Linked DNA regions of Mus musculus: region 1 is linked to region 2. A link is a contact called in public promoter capture Hi-C data. All regions are on one chromosome and are shown on one strand. Each heading gives the region's core, a stretch centred on a gene start, on an enhancer-like site or on the middle of the called end of the contact. The rest is flanking DNA. Distances are from core to core; before and after follow the strand shown.

Region 1 (6,830 bases), core at 659-3,158, 3.4 Mb after region 2:
TTTGTCTTCTTACTTAGAATATAGACCAGATGATGGTCTTGCAATTCCATTATCCCAGGATGCCCAGGAGAATTCAGACAAGAGACTGGGCCTCCTTGTCAGAAGGCTAAAGGACAAACACATGCAGAATAATTGTTGAGAGCCAGGCAGCCTAAATACTCTACTCCAATGAATCCCTCAATAACTTGATAAATCCTATCATGATCATCATTTTGGAGAGGTGGAAAATGGGGCCTCATGAAAGTAAAGTCATTCCCCGCACAGAGCTAGTCAACCCAGGCTGGACTGCTCCAAGTTGTCCAGAACACGGTAGGACACAGTTAAATGTGAGAGGTACAGTTCAAACTCAGGTTGCCGGGCTCCCTGGACCTCTATGCTATTCCACAATGTCTTCCTCTGCACTAGTGCTTTTCAGCAGGGAACATTTCACTTGTCGGAAGATGTTTGACATTATGGATTGTCATAGCTGGGGAGGAAGGAGTACTGCTGTCATCCATCAGACCAAGACCAGGAATCCTGCTAAATATCCCACAGTACACAGGGTGAGCCCTATGACACAGAATTAGCTGGCTAAGATACCAATGGGATTGAGGTTGGCAAACTATGTCCCTGAATCACCAAAGACTGAATTGTTTAGCGTCTGAGCTCTTCCAGGGTCTCGGGTTGAGGTAGGGCCAGGAAGCTCAGGCCAGCAATCTCCTAAGCGCTGTGTGGAACTCTGGCACACATGGCTGTTCTGTTACGGGTTTGTAAAATGGGAGAGCAGGCAGGGCAACTTTAGGAGGGAAGAGATTCACCAAAATCAAGATGTCTTTTTGGAGAAGACTTCTGTGCTACATCTGGTATTCTACTGGCCAGTCATCTCTGTCTCACTGTGTCTAAATACCTGAGGCACTCAATGTACAAGAGTGTTTCAATGCATGCATGCATTCTGAGGTTTCAGTCCACAGTGGCTCAGTTCACTTGCTTCAGGCCTGTGGCACAGAAATCATCAGGGCAGAGGAGGCTGCTCACCGGTGGCAGCCAGTAAGCAGAGATGAAAAGAAAGGGACTGAGATACCAATCACACTTTCATGGGCAGAACCCTATGAACCTGATGCCTTTCTACAGAGCTCCACACTAAAGACTCTACTAGCTCCAAACACTGCCACAAAGCCTTCAACAAGCCTTCGGGGTATATCTAAGGTCTAAACCATAATTGTAGTGATCAATCTTAGATGCCAATGTCAAATGCTTCCCTAGGTGTTTCCAGGAAAATTTGATAGGTGTAGTTAATTCTACAATAAGCTAGTTTTGAGTAAAGGATACCTGGGTTGACTGGACTCAGTGGCTCCAAAGGCCCTAACAGTAGAGTGGAAGTCTCCCCACAAAGGTGGGTGGAAGGGTCCCACTCACAGACAGCATCGCCCTTGATGCAGGCAGAGAGGTGCAGCCTGCCCTTGGGACGTCAACCTTTCCCTGCCAGCCCGCACCACCACAAAGCCAGTTCCCAGCATCTCTTTATAGTGATCATCTCTGTCTGCTTGGCTGGTTAACCCTGCTTACCACAAGTAACTCACAATCTCCAAGGGGAGAATAAAGCTTTATGACAATTCCCAAAGTGATTTGTCCAGCAAAGCCTTGAATTTGAAGAGCATCCTGTGGGATCATACTCCAGATGTCTTTTTCTGACAAGCAGTAACACAAGGAAACTAGGCAGTTTGGCCAGTTCTTTGGCCCGGCTTCTATGGATGGTATCGGGTTCTCACTATGGACAGAGGATCCTTACCACTACATGCCATCTGCCGGTTGCCCTTCTCCACTACACAGGAGGTGGTCCTCTTGCATCCATCCTTGAGGCACATCCAACACCATGACTGAGATTTCTTAGGTCTAGACCTTTGCTCTCAGTAAGCAGAGCTGATAAGCCTCAGCCCCTGAATACGCAGCAGTCAAAACGGCATGGTTTATGCAGAGCACCTGGCACACAGTGGGTGTTCAACTCCTGTGCCAAGACCCTCCCCTCTGATGACAAGCTGTGCTAAAACAGGCCTCCTACTATATAAGGAATAAGCAGGGTTTTTAAACCACTCAATATGGGCAACAGTTGCCAAATGATGCTACGGAGCTCTCCTAGGCCCGAGGCCCGCCCTAAATTTAACAGGCCTGTGTTTACAAACCCAAATCCATGCATCTCTGAGGCTCCCACACATATCCCAGCTGTCCGCCTGAAAAATTCCGCGTGGAGAGTCTCTGGCAGAGTCTCCACCAGCTGGTAACTCTCAGAGTGTTCCTGACACTTGGTCTGAGCCTTAGGCACACTATTCACAGGCGAAACCCAGGAGCTCCTCCTTCTACCTGAAGACTGGTAGGACTCTGAGCTGGTGGATTGCAACCAGGATTCTGAGGCTAAGCCACACACGGAAGATTCTAGGAGCTAAGACAAGCCTCTCTGCAGAGCCTGGCTTTTCTCTCTCTATCCTTTACTCATTCTCTGTATGTACTAGGCTGACACACATGCACAACATCACACCTTCCTACAATTCAGCTATCCTGAAACTGTCCAATAGCACTGAACACAGCCCAGAACCCAGAAAGACACAGAAGTCTCTAGATTGGACACAGAACATAGACTGATTCTCTGAACCACGTGCAGCGCCGTAAGCCTTCCCTCGGACCTTATTTCCCTTTCCTATGGGCTATTTCTCCAACTGAGAGACACCTAAATCACCAGACAGCTTGGTAAATACAGATTGCTTGTTCTACCCTTCCCACCCCACTCCAGTGATTCTGATTAGGCAAGTCTGGAACAGGACCGGAGGAATGGGCATCTCTAAGGAGTTCCCAGGTGAAGCTGATGTCACCAGATCAGGGGCTGCTCTCAGGTTAGGGGGTGGCTGCTTTACAGATTGGATGAGTCAAGCCCACTGACTCTAAGTAATCCTGAATCAGAATGGAATCTCCCTCTGTGTGTGTGTGTGTGTGTGTGTGTGTGTGTGTGTGTGTGTGCGCACTGGGGGCGGGGAAGATGCCGATAGTGGTGAGTCTCAAGAAAGAGAAAGCCAGGCTGACAGCTGCAGGAAGTGACAGTTGACAGCCTGAGAGCACAGAAAGAGACAGCAAACTATAAAAAGCAGACTTAAGAACTCAAAAAGCAAAACGGACCGAAGCCATCTCTGTGGGATACAGTTACTATATTCTCCAGATCCAACCTCAGGAAGAACTCTCTCCAAGCCCCGTGTGACCCTGGGAGTCACAGTGAAGACCCTATCATGTGAAGGAAGCTATACTTAGGCTGCTTCCAGGGCAGGGAAATGTAAAAATTAATGTTCTAAAAATTGACATCTAATTCATCGGCAGTAAAGATCATCGGGGGTTTAATGGGTTATAAACTTGGCACTATGAAAAACTTTTCACCATGAACTAACCCATTTGCTCAGTTTTCTAGGCTCCTACCGTGTGTGCACCTGCACATATGTATATCCTGCACCCATATACAGATAAATATCTGATGTAGAAACATTCTGTGGGGTGTTGAGAGACATCATGAGTTATAGAGACCATGCTTAGCACACACCAGGTCCTGGGTTCCAGTGCCACCATCAAATTACTCCACTAATGAATGTAAGCAGTACAATTCCCCACTCCCCATACCATAGCCCCTTCATCATTTCTTCCTTGACCGTCTAGACAAGGCTGGGTCCCATCTGGAGCTCCCATTTGCATACCTAATTGTTCTAACTCTGTATTTCTCACCACACTGCAATGTAATACATTCAATAGCCTCTTTCTGAGCTTTTCCGTTCCTAGTAGGGCAGAGTGTAGCAGGTGCTTAGTGAATGGGTGTTGTTTGAAGGCATATCCTTAACCTTGCCGTATCTAAGTACACACACACACACTCACACGCACTCATTTATAAAGAAAATGTAGGTCAAGGAGTTTGAGTATATGCCTCGAGGCAGCCCCAATTTCTGAAAGCAGGCTTAACTGTGCTTATTTCTGCTAGCAAGGGAGCGTGGAGGTCCTCCGCAGAGAGTGCTGTCTCTCACACTTCCTGATTTTAATCAGAACTACATATTCTGGGTGAGGTGGCAAGAAGAAAGAGGCTGTAAACTCAATTAGATCACTCCTGAGTCCCCATCCCATGACTGTTCTAAGGAGCCAACTACTATCCCTCCACCTTTCTTTACACCCTCCTCCAAATACACATCCAATCCCAATTCCCTCTCTCTATACTAAATATCCTGAGAGAGTCCCCATTCATGGGATAGGGCCCTGTGTTCTCTGACCAGCAGACAGACATAGGGGAAAATCATGTTTCCCATCATCCATAGCATACCTGCCTGTAAATAAAGTACACTAAGAGAAATTAGCTCAAGCTTCTTTAGCTCTGTGGAGCTCACTCCCATGGGCTAGTGGAAGAAGAAAGGAAGGCAGAGAGGACAGGATCTCACTGACAAAACTGACCACATGAATGAAGGAGGTTTCAAATACATGGGAAGGCTACCAGACACCTTCCTCAGACTGAGAGCCTCATCGTCCTTCCCTGAGCTTCATGGCAGCTGGAGCACACTCCATTAAGAACTCAGAGTTTACTAAGTGTGTGAAGAGCTTTGGAAGTTTCTTTCAAGGGAAAATCCAATGAACTACAATATTCTACTATCTATCTGTCTGTCTGTCTGTCTGTCTGTCTGTCTGCCTGCCTGTCTGTCTATCTATCTACCTACCTACCTATCATCTATCTATCATCTATCTGTTTATCTATCATCTATGTGTCTATATTTTGCTCTATCTCTGCTCCCTTCCCTCCCTCCATCCCTCCTACTCTCATCTTTCTCTCACAAAGGGTCTCATTAAGTATCCTGGCTGTCCTTCAACTCACAATCCTCCCCCCGCCCCAGTCTCTGAAGTACAGGATCTAACTTTGTAGTGCAGTAGTCTTCCCTGTTTGTCACTGGTGTTCCACAGGCATGGTTCTCAGGAGCGACTTTCCCTCACAGAAGTCAGGATACACTAGAATCTCTCTGACTTTCAATGACAGAGACAAAAAGAAAAAAAAAAAAAACCACTCATCCATGGTTTATGTCTGCCATGGGTTACCAAAGGCTCTGCTTCAAGGACTAGGGCAGAGGAGCACCTCAACCAAAAACACGAGCCTCTGTCAGGGAGGGAAAGTGTATGTGACAAGTATGTGCTACCTGAAGCCAGTCCTTCAGCCATGCCTAGGTTCCAAAGGATGGGATGCCACATCCTCCCCTAAGGAAGAAAACCAAGGAGAAGGACACAGAAAGTGAGTGGGACGTGATGCCGGCAACCGGGCTCCTATCACACAGTCAACCATCACTTAATGACAGGAAGTGGTTCTGAGAAGTGTGTCACTTGGCAGTTTCGTTGTCGTTGGAACAAAGCAGTATACTTAAGAGGAATCTTTTTTAGTCAGCCTTTTTATGCGATCAAGATTCACAGTAAACACAGAATGAATGAGGCTGCTGCTGGTGTTAATTGTTTTAGAGTAAACTATTTTTAAGTAGGTGGAGGACATCCTGATGGTAAAACATACTGCAATGGGCACATGAACCAATAGGAGAGCTGTGCATCGTTATCAATTTTTATGCACTTGGCATGGGTCCATGTTATGTTTTTATAAGACTGGAGACATAATAAGCCATTCACCATCACCACAGGTCCACCCCGTGGCGCTAAGATGGCTACAACATCAATAAGTGATAGGGATCCTTCGGCTCCATCCTACTTCTCTTACGTAATTGTGTTCTGTAACCACCACTGTATGTGGCCCATACATACAGACTAAAATGCCACATTGCCTCTCATGACTGTTCATTTATATTTCATCACCTACACCATCCATGCCACCATCATTGACAGTACCATGAGTCTCCACCACCACCACACTCACCAGCCTCAGCACAACCACACGGACGGCCTCCGTAGCAGCAGCATGTCTTTGCCAAACTTCCCTGAAGAAGACAGCTTGTCTGAGGGAGAAGCCATCTGCTAACAGTTCTCTGAGGAGAAATATCAGTGGAAGGGAGACTGAGGCAAAGAAGGAAGGAGAACAAAAAAAGATGGAGGTGCTTACCAGAAAGGGGATGCTTCACAACAAACACAACCAATGGTTTAGTCTTACACACCATGTTTAGATTTTCTAGCCTATCTGCCTTTCTTAGTAGTTCAAGTATTGAGAGGAATGGGAAAGACTTCATGCTGGCTCTTTCCTGACCTCCATGTCCCACTGTTGAAGTCAACCCTGTAAATCATAGACTCTATTACTCTTCTGAGATGTGTAATCTGGCCTCACCATGAAACTTCTAAAAAACACTATAGAATCTAGGTGTCCAAGGCATAGATTGGCATGGTACCCAGTTTCCCCGGGTTATACATACTACCTGCTATAATCTTCCATCTGTAGTGGTGCTGACAGCAGCAACAGCAATCTGGATTTCTTGCTGTGGGAACAACAGTGCAAGTTCTTGCTAAGGATGCTCAACTGGAGAACAGGGCACGTGGCGAAGCCCAGGGAGAGGAAGATATGGACACATAGACTGGGGTGGCACAAAATCTGGGTCCAGCCTAAGCCATATATTTATGAATGTTCATCTATAATAATATTTGTATCTTGTGATGGTTTGTATATGCTCGGCCCATGAGTGGCACTATTAGAAGGTGTGGCTTTGTTGGAGTAGGTGTGGCCTTGTTGGAGGAAGTGTGTTACTGTGGGCATAGGCTTTAAAACCATTGTCTTAGCTGCCTGTAAGTCAGTATTCTGCTAGCAGCCTTCAGATGATGATGTAGAACTCTTAGCTCCTCCTGCACCATGCCTGCCTGGATGC
Region 2 (7,093 bases), core at 1,226-3,725:
CCTTCTTTTAAACACGGAGATTAGGAACTCAGCCAAGTCCTTAAACAAGAAGTCAGTGCTGTATCTTAAGCGACAAATATATAAACAGAAATCATGAAGCAAGACAGCAGTGACCTTTTCATGTTATCCTCAGACAGTTCTCACCACCATCCCCCTCATTCACACAACTGGGCTTCCTGGGTCTCTTTCTTGTTCTCTTATGTGTTTGTCTCTTGTCTCAGGCTTTTGCAGGTTCTGTTACTCTACTCATACCGCCTGGCTTTCTCCCTCACTCTCACCAGAGTTGGTCAAGATGCCCTCATTATCAACTATCTCTCTGACCACATAGATAGCAGATAGATATGAAAGAGATAGATGATAGATTAGATAGGTAAATAGATGATAGATATGAAAGAGATAGACAGAGAGATGATAGAGATGATTATGATAGAAGGGTAGAAAGATAGATAGATAGATAGATAGATAGATAGATAGATAGATAGATAGATAGATAGATGGATGGATGGATGGATAGATAGATAGATAGATAGATAGATAGATAGATAGATAGATAGAAGGATAGATAGATAGATAGATAGATAGATAGATAGATAGAAGGATAGATAGATAGATAGATAGATAGATAGATAGATAGATAGATAGATAGGAAAGAGATAGACAAATAGATGATAGAGTTGATGACAGACAGACAGATAGATAGACAGGCAGATAGACAGACAGATAGACAAATAGATAGATAACAAACCCACTCCAAAACTTGCAGCACTTCTCATGTTTCTTATTCTACTTTATTTTTCTCCATCTCAGCTCCTGGGCTAAAATACTAAATACTTATTTATTTGTTCAGTAATACACTTGCACACACACACACACACACACAGTTTGCTCAATGCTACAGTTGCCACATATAGAGAAGTGCCTGTCACATGGTAGGAACTCAATGAACAAACTTAAGTAGCAACTTCATGCCAAATGATCACTATATGATGATTGTTAAACGATGAGCAAATACTTTTAAGTGTGTGTGTTACATATTTATCATGACAGTGTCGTTGCTTCCATTTTACAGATGATGAAATCAAGGCTCGAAGAAAGGCTAAGATACTTGCCAAAGACCAGCTCTCTTAGAGCAGTCAAGGCCACACTACCCACAGTGTGCCAGGTTATTATTCAAACACCTGGTGCTTTCAGTTACAAAATGCATGTAAGGCACACCTCTGGCAAAAGAAATAACCCACCAACAATGTTGGCTTTTTGTCCCACAAGTTGATCTGCTCTGAAACTCCCTTAGAAATTGCAAGAGTCCCTGCCTTTGTGAAAAGCTATTTCAATACTCCATTGTCCTGAAACTTAGAGAAAATACTTATCAAGAGAACAAAAGTAAAAAGCCGGACCTGCATTGGTGTGCTTTGCCCTCAGTGCAGCCTTCAGAGTGCCTCCTTGACACTAGTCTTGTTCTGCTAACATCAGCTCTGCCTTCCCATCAGCCGTGATGGTGATGGAATGGGAGAGGGTTGCAGGATATTCAAGAGCAATGGCTCAAGAAACAAAACCAATCCCGAACTGGTCACACCTCCTTACTACAGGTGTTTGTCCCCCACCGGGTGTGAGCCTGTGCCACATTAGGATTTTGTTTCCATCACCTCTTCATCCCTAAGGATCAATGCCACCTCTGACACATAAAACCGTTGGGCAAGTATTTGCTGACTCAGGGAAGACGCAGATTGTGCCTCACTCACCATATCAACTGCATCTTCTAGCAAGCCGCCTCTTCTGCAAAGGGCAAGGGAAAGCATAGAAGAGACCGCCAAGCTGGTTGCAATGTCTAGTTCCCCACCATCCACACACCTCTCACCCCTCACCTGCCCCTCCTTGAGACCCAGAGCCACCCACATTCACCTTCCAAACAGGCTTAGAAACCAGCAAGCATCCCACAGCGTCCCACCCTACCTTACCCAACACATCTGCATCAAGTTACCTTTAAACGGAGCCTGTTTGCATCTGCAATTTCTGGATAAAAGATAAAAGCATTTGGGCAGCTGGATCTGCTGTACCCGACAGATGAGAAATCTACCACTGGTCTGCTGCGGAGGGAACAGCAGCGCCTTGCTCCTCCCTAGCTAACGGCATTTGCTCACCCATCCCTGCAAAACAAATCATGTTCTTTTCCTTGCGCTAAAAATCCATCCAGAAAAAAAAAAAAAAAGAAAGTCCCTAAGAAACGGCTCCCACGCCCGCGGAGGGCGCCCTCAACACAGAGAAACACACACAAACCCCAGTCCAGAGCCAGCAGGTGTGGGCACGTATTTAATCTGTTCTCTGAGAAAAAGCCAACGAGGAGTAAGGTTGAACTAAAGGGATGTCCAGGAAGCATGTGGAAAGCAGCTATAAATGTCAGTAGCCCAAGTTGGGAAACTATTTACCGCGCCAATAGTTCATGTGCTTTCACTCCAAGTCCTGGGGAAGGCCACGTTCAAAGAAGCGCGCAGCCCGGGGCAGCAGCAAGTGCTCCTTTTTCGGTGCGCTGCTTTCCAACTCTGCTGCCCTTTGAGGCTTTTCCTAACAACCGCACCCAGAGGTCCCAGCACGGGTCTCAGCATGCCAGGCCTGGGAGCCCCGCACCACCGCGAGAATCGCCGTCCCCTACCTGGGTGGAAAATCCGCAGCGAGCCGGTCAGCAGCCGAACACCGTAAGTCTGGGCGGCAGCTCAGGCTAACGCGGTTGGTAATCCCAACCGAGGCAGGCTCTCCCTAGGGCACACCTGCATCGCCGCGCCCTCGTCGCCTTCGCTGCTGCCTCCGCTGTGCAGAGCCTCTGTGCAGCGCGCTCCCAGCACCCTGCAGCACCCCAGCCCTCCCGGGGCTCCTGAGTCTATTTAGAAGGATCAGCCAGAGCCTAGTCCAGGCACTGTGTTCACTGCGGAAAGCTCTTTGCTTCTAACTCCCTTTCAGATCCAAGGAGAGGAGTTCCGGATAGGTTGGAGGGGAGCCAGAGCCCACTCCCCGGACCCGCCCTTTCTGGATTTGCGGATGAACAGACCTGCAAACGTCTTATTCTATTAGGTTTGTTCCCAACTGACTATAAATATCTTGGTCTCTCCACCCTCCCACCTAAGGCGCCAAGGCGCATAAGACTCCAAGCTCTGTCCCCAAGCTCGGTCTTGGACTGGGGGTGTCCTCGGATTATGCCATCCCCAAACTACCCAAGATAATAGATGTTGACAAATCGTTCTGGTCTTCTTAACTCCTTTGGAACTGAAAAAGAGCTTGCTTGGCCAGCGGAGGGTCCGGGGGGTGGGGAGGGGATGAGGAAAATTTGGAGGGTTTAATATATTGGAGAAAGGCTCTAGCTGTTTCCTTCTTACCAATGCCACACGCGCGCGCACACACACACACACACACACACACACACACACACACCCGGCTCACAAACACAATGCAGCCAGCCTGGGAAGATTTTCCCAAAGCATAGGGTTCCTTCTAGAAGGAAATAAAGTCATGAACGAAGTCACCCTGGAAGTTCAAAGTCCAAATTAAACAACAGTACAGGGGCCTAGTCTTCTGTAGTGTCTGCTAAGTACCTTCCCTAATTGCTTTTCTAACTGTGAGAAGGACAACTATGAGAACGATACCATGACCAAAGGCAGTTTGGTGGGGAAAGAGTCTACTGAACTTACGTATCACCAGCACAATCCATTGAGGGAAGTCAGGGCAGAAAATGAGGGAGAGGCAACTGGGGAACACTGCTTACTGGCATGTTAGGTCTCCTTTCTTATTAAACTCAGGACTACCTGGTCAGGACTGGCACCATTCCCAGTAAGCTGGACTTCCCGTATCAGTCTCTAATTTAAAAACAAAAAAAAAAAAAAAAAAATGCCCTCACAAAACTTACCTACAGGCAATCTGATGAAGGTATTTTCCCAACTGAAGTTGCTCTTCACATATGTGTGTAGGTGTGTGTTGTTAACAAAACCAACCATTGTACCTAATTATGTCAAAGTGGAGGCAAAAGAGAAGAATCTTGCCTTTTCTCCACTCAATACTTCTGCCTCCCCAAGCTCTTCACTTCTATCACCCCCTCCAGCTACAGAAGGCTTCTCTCAGCTCCCCACCTCTTTCTTAGCCTGGGCTTGACCCTGAACCACCTTGCAAGGGCTTCCCTAGTTCCCCTCCCATAGTTGTTCCCTAAGGTGTAAGTCTAATCTTGGTTCCTTCCTGACTAAAACCAGGCCATTGGCTTCCCTTTGTCCTTAGAAACACTTCTTCCTCGTCGAGTGAACAAAAGTGTCTCCCCACTGACATCAACAGCTTCCATGCTTCACCTGATCCATTCCCCTCTACCCATTCCATTGAGTGAGAACTTGAAAGGACAATCCAGATAATTTCCTTAGTAATTCAAGGAATTTATGAACACCTACACATACCAGAGAATTAGGAAGTTATGCAGATGCCCTGTATGGTGTGTTCGAATGCCGAACCATAGGAAGTGGTACTATTAGGAAGTGAGGCTTGGTTGGAAGAAGTGTGTTGCTGTGGAAATGGGCTTTGAGGTCTCTTCTGCACAAGCTATGCCCAGTGTGGCACCCAGTCTCCTTCTGCTTGCTGCCTGTGGACCAAGATGTAGAATTCTCAGCTCCTTCTTCAGCACCCTGTCTGCCTGTACGTTGCCATACTTCCCTACCATGAGGATAACGAACTAAACCTCTAAAACTGTAAGCTGGCCCCAAGTAAACATTTCCTTTATTAGCACTGCCTTGGTCACGGTGTCTCTTTACAGCAATAAAACCTTCAATAAGACAAAGGCTAAAGTAGATTCAGAAGTCTATGTGCTGATGGATACAACTAGAGATAATCAGATTAAACTAAGTCAACCTCAGAAAGACTAATGTCATGCTTTCTCTCATTTATGGTGTCTGGTTTTATATAGACACATCAAATACCATGTGAATGTGGATGTAAATCCTACTTCAAAGTTTTAGATGTGTATATTTAGATTGACATTTATTTCAGTGATGAAGACGAAGGGAAATACTGACTTTGTGAGCTACAAAAGAAAAAATAGTTTGAATGGAAATACTCTTCCTAGATAATAGCTCCCCGGGGAGCTATCAGCAGATAATTGCTGCTAGAGTCCTATTCCTCGGAGGTGTCACTGATGCAAAGTTGCTCTTGATCTGGTAAATAAAGCTCCCACCCTAGCTCATACAAATGACCCTAAGCACATGTGGTGGATTCCACATTCATAAACGTGTGAAAGACAGCGGACAACCTCAAAGAAATAAGCATTAAAACCTATTTGGGAGAATAGGGCACTACTGGGGGAAGGAAGGGTGAGAAGAGAAGGGGTAGAGGGCAATATGCCTAAAGTCCATTACACACTTAAGCCAATACCATGTGCCTAAATAGTGGTTCTTTTTTTTTTCAATTTTTGAATTTATTTATTTAAAGGGATTCTTAATATTCTCTTTTCCCCACATTTTATTAGATATTTTCTTCATTTACATTTCAAATGCTATCCCAAAAGTCCCCTATACCCTCCCCCCACCCTGATCCCTTACCCACTCAATCCCACTTCTTGGCCCTGGCGTTCCCCTGTACTGGGGCATATAAAGTTTACAAGACCTAGGGGCCTCTCTTTCCAATGATGGCAGACTAGGCCATCTTCTGCTACATATGCAGCTAGAGACACAAGCTCTGGGAGTACTGCTTAGTTCATATTGTTGTTCCACCTATAGGGTTGCAGACCCCTTCGGCTCTTGGGTACTTTCTCTAGCTCGTATATTGGGCGCCCTGTATTCCATCCTATAGATGACTGTGAGCATCCACTTCTGTATTTTCCAGGCACTGGCAAAGCCTCACAGGAGACAGCTATATCAGGATCCCTTCGCAAAATCTTGCTGGCGTATGCAATAGTGTCTGCATTTGGTGGCTGATTATGGGATGGACCCCCAGGTGAGACAGTCTCTAAATGGCCCATTCTTTCATCTTAGCTCCAAACTTTGTCTCTGCAACTCCTTCCATGGATATTTTATTCCATCTGAATAATGATTCTTATTGTCATTTTATTTTATGTATATGGGTGTGTTATATACCACATGAGTAGAGAGTGCCCTCAGAGGTTAGGTTTCAGATCCTCTGAAACTGTAGCTACAGACCATTGTTAGCTGCCATAGGGGTACAAAGAATTGAACCCTGGTCCTTGGAAAATCAGCAAGTGCTCTTAACCTCTGAGCCTCTCTCAAGCTCCAAATAATGCTATCTTTTTAAATTATTTATTATTTTATGTGCACTGATTGGTATTTTGCCTGCATGTGTGCCTGTGTGAGGGTGTTAGTTCCCCTAGAACTAGAGTTCCAGGCAGTTGTGAGGTGCCATGTGGATGCTAGGAATTGAACCCAGGACCTCTGGAAGAGCAGCCTGTGCTCTTAACTGCTGAGCCATCTTACCAGTCTTGATAATATCTTTTTAATGTACTACAGGAAAGAGAACAAAAATAAGAAGATAAGATGAATGTCTGTAAATAAATAACTTGATAAATAAATTATTATAGGAATATTAGAATTTTACTGGAGAAAATATCTCAAAAATGAAATTAGATCTTTATATCACATATAAAAACTCATAATAAATTAAAGACCTAACTACAAGAGCTAAAATCATAAAGGCCGTACAAAAAAATTCATGACATTGTGTTTAGCAATTATTTTTTAAATACAATCCCAAAAGCCTAGAAAATTCTAATTTATTTTATCAATATGCTTGTAGTCTTAGCATTTAGGAGGCTGAGGCAGGAGGATTTCAAGTTCAAGGATAAACATCCTGTCTCAAAAAAACAAGGTCTTTGTGGTGTGAGTGTGTGTGTGTGTGTGTGTGTGTGTGTGTGTGTGTGTGTGTGTGTGTAGTAGAAATTTCTGGTTTCATTGGAGACTCAGTTGTATCATATGATGTTTTTCTGGAAACTGTCTTATGAGAGAATGGGAGGATGTCTTGCTAAGAACAGACGCATGGTACTTGTCTGGGAGTTGCCTGGTGAGAGGGAATGTGATGTTTGGAAAGAGAATAAGTATAACCCAGCAGACAGTGGACGGTGCTC

Evidence for each region. Promoter capture Hi-C pulls out the DNA fragments that hold promoters and counts their contacts.
Region 1: a contact with region 2 is called in a promoter capture Hi-C map of pre-B cells, with 4 times the contacts expected there. The contact joins the promoter of E430016F16Rik here to the promoter of 1500012K07Rik in region 2. A contact is called at or near these places in 1 of 39 promoter capture datasets (pre-B cells) and 1 of 484 Hi-C or Micro-C datasets (pre-B cells).

Annotation. Positions count from the first base shown.
Region 1 is chr7:78,716,312-78,723,141 of GRCm38.p6, forward strand. E430016F16Rik (RIKEN cDNA E430016F16 gene) reads right to left here and starts at 1,909. Exons shown (of 11, transcript NR_015542.2): 1 at 1,769-1,909.
Region 2 is chr7:75,306,227-75,313,319 of GRCm38.p6, forward strand. 1500012K07Rik (RIKEN cDNA 1500012K07 gene) reads left to right here and starts at 2,476. Exons shown (of 3, transcript NR_045814.1): 1 at 2,476-2,690; 2 at 5,842-5,952. It overlaps Sv2b (synaptic vesicle glycoprotein 2 b), which reads right to left and starts at 3,036. Exons shown (of 13, transcript NM_153579.4): 1 at 2,648-3,036.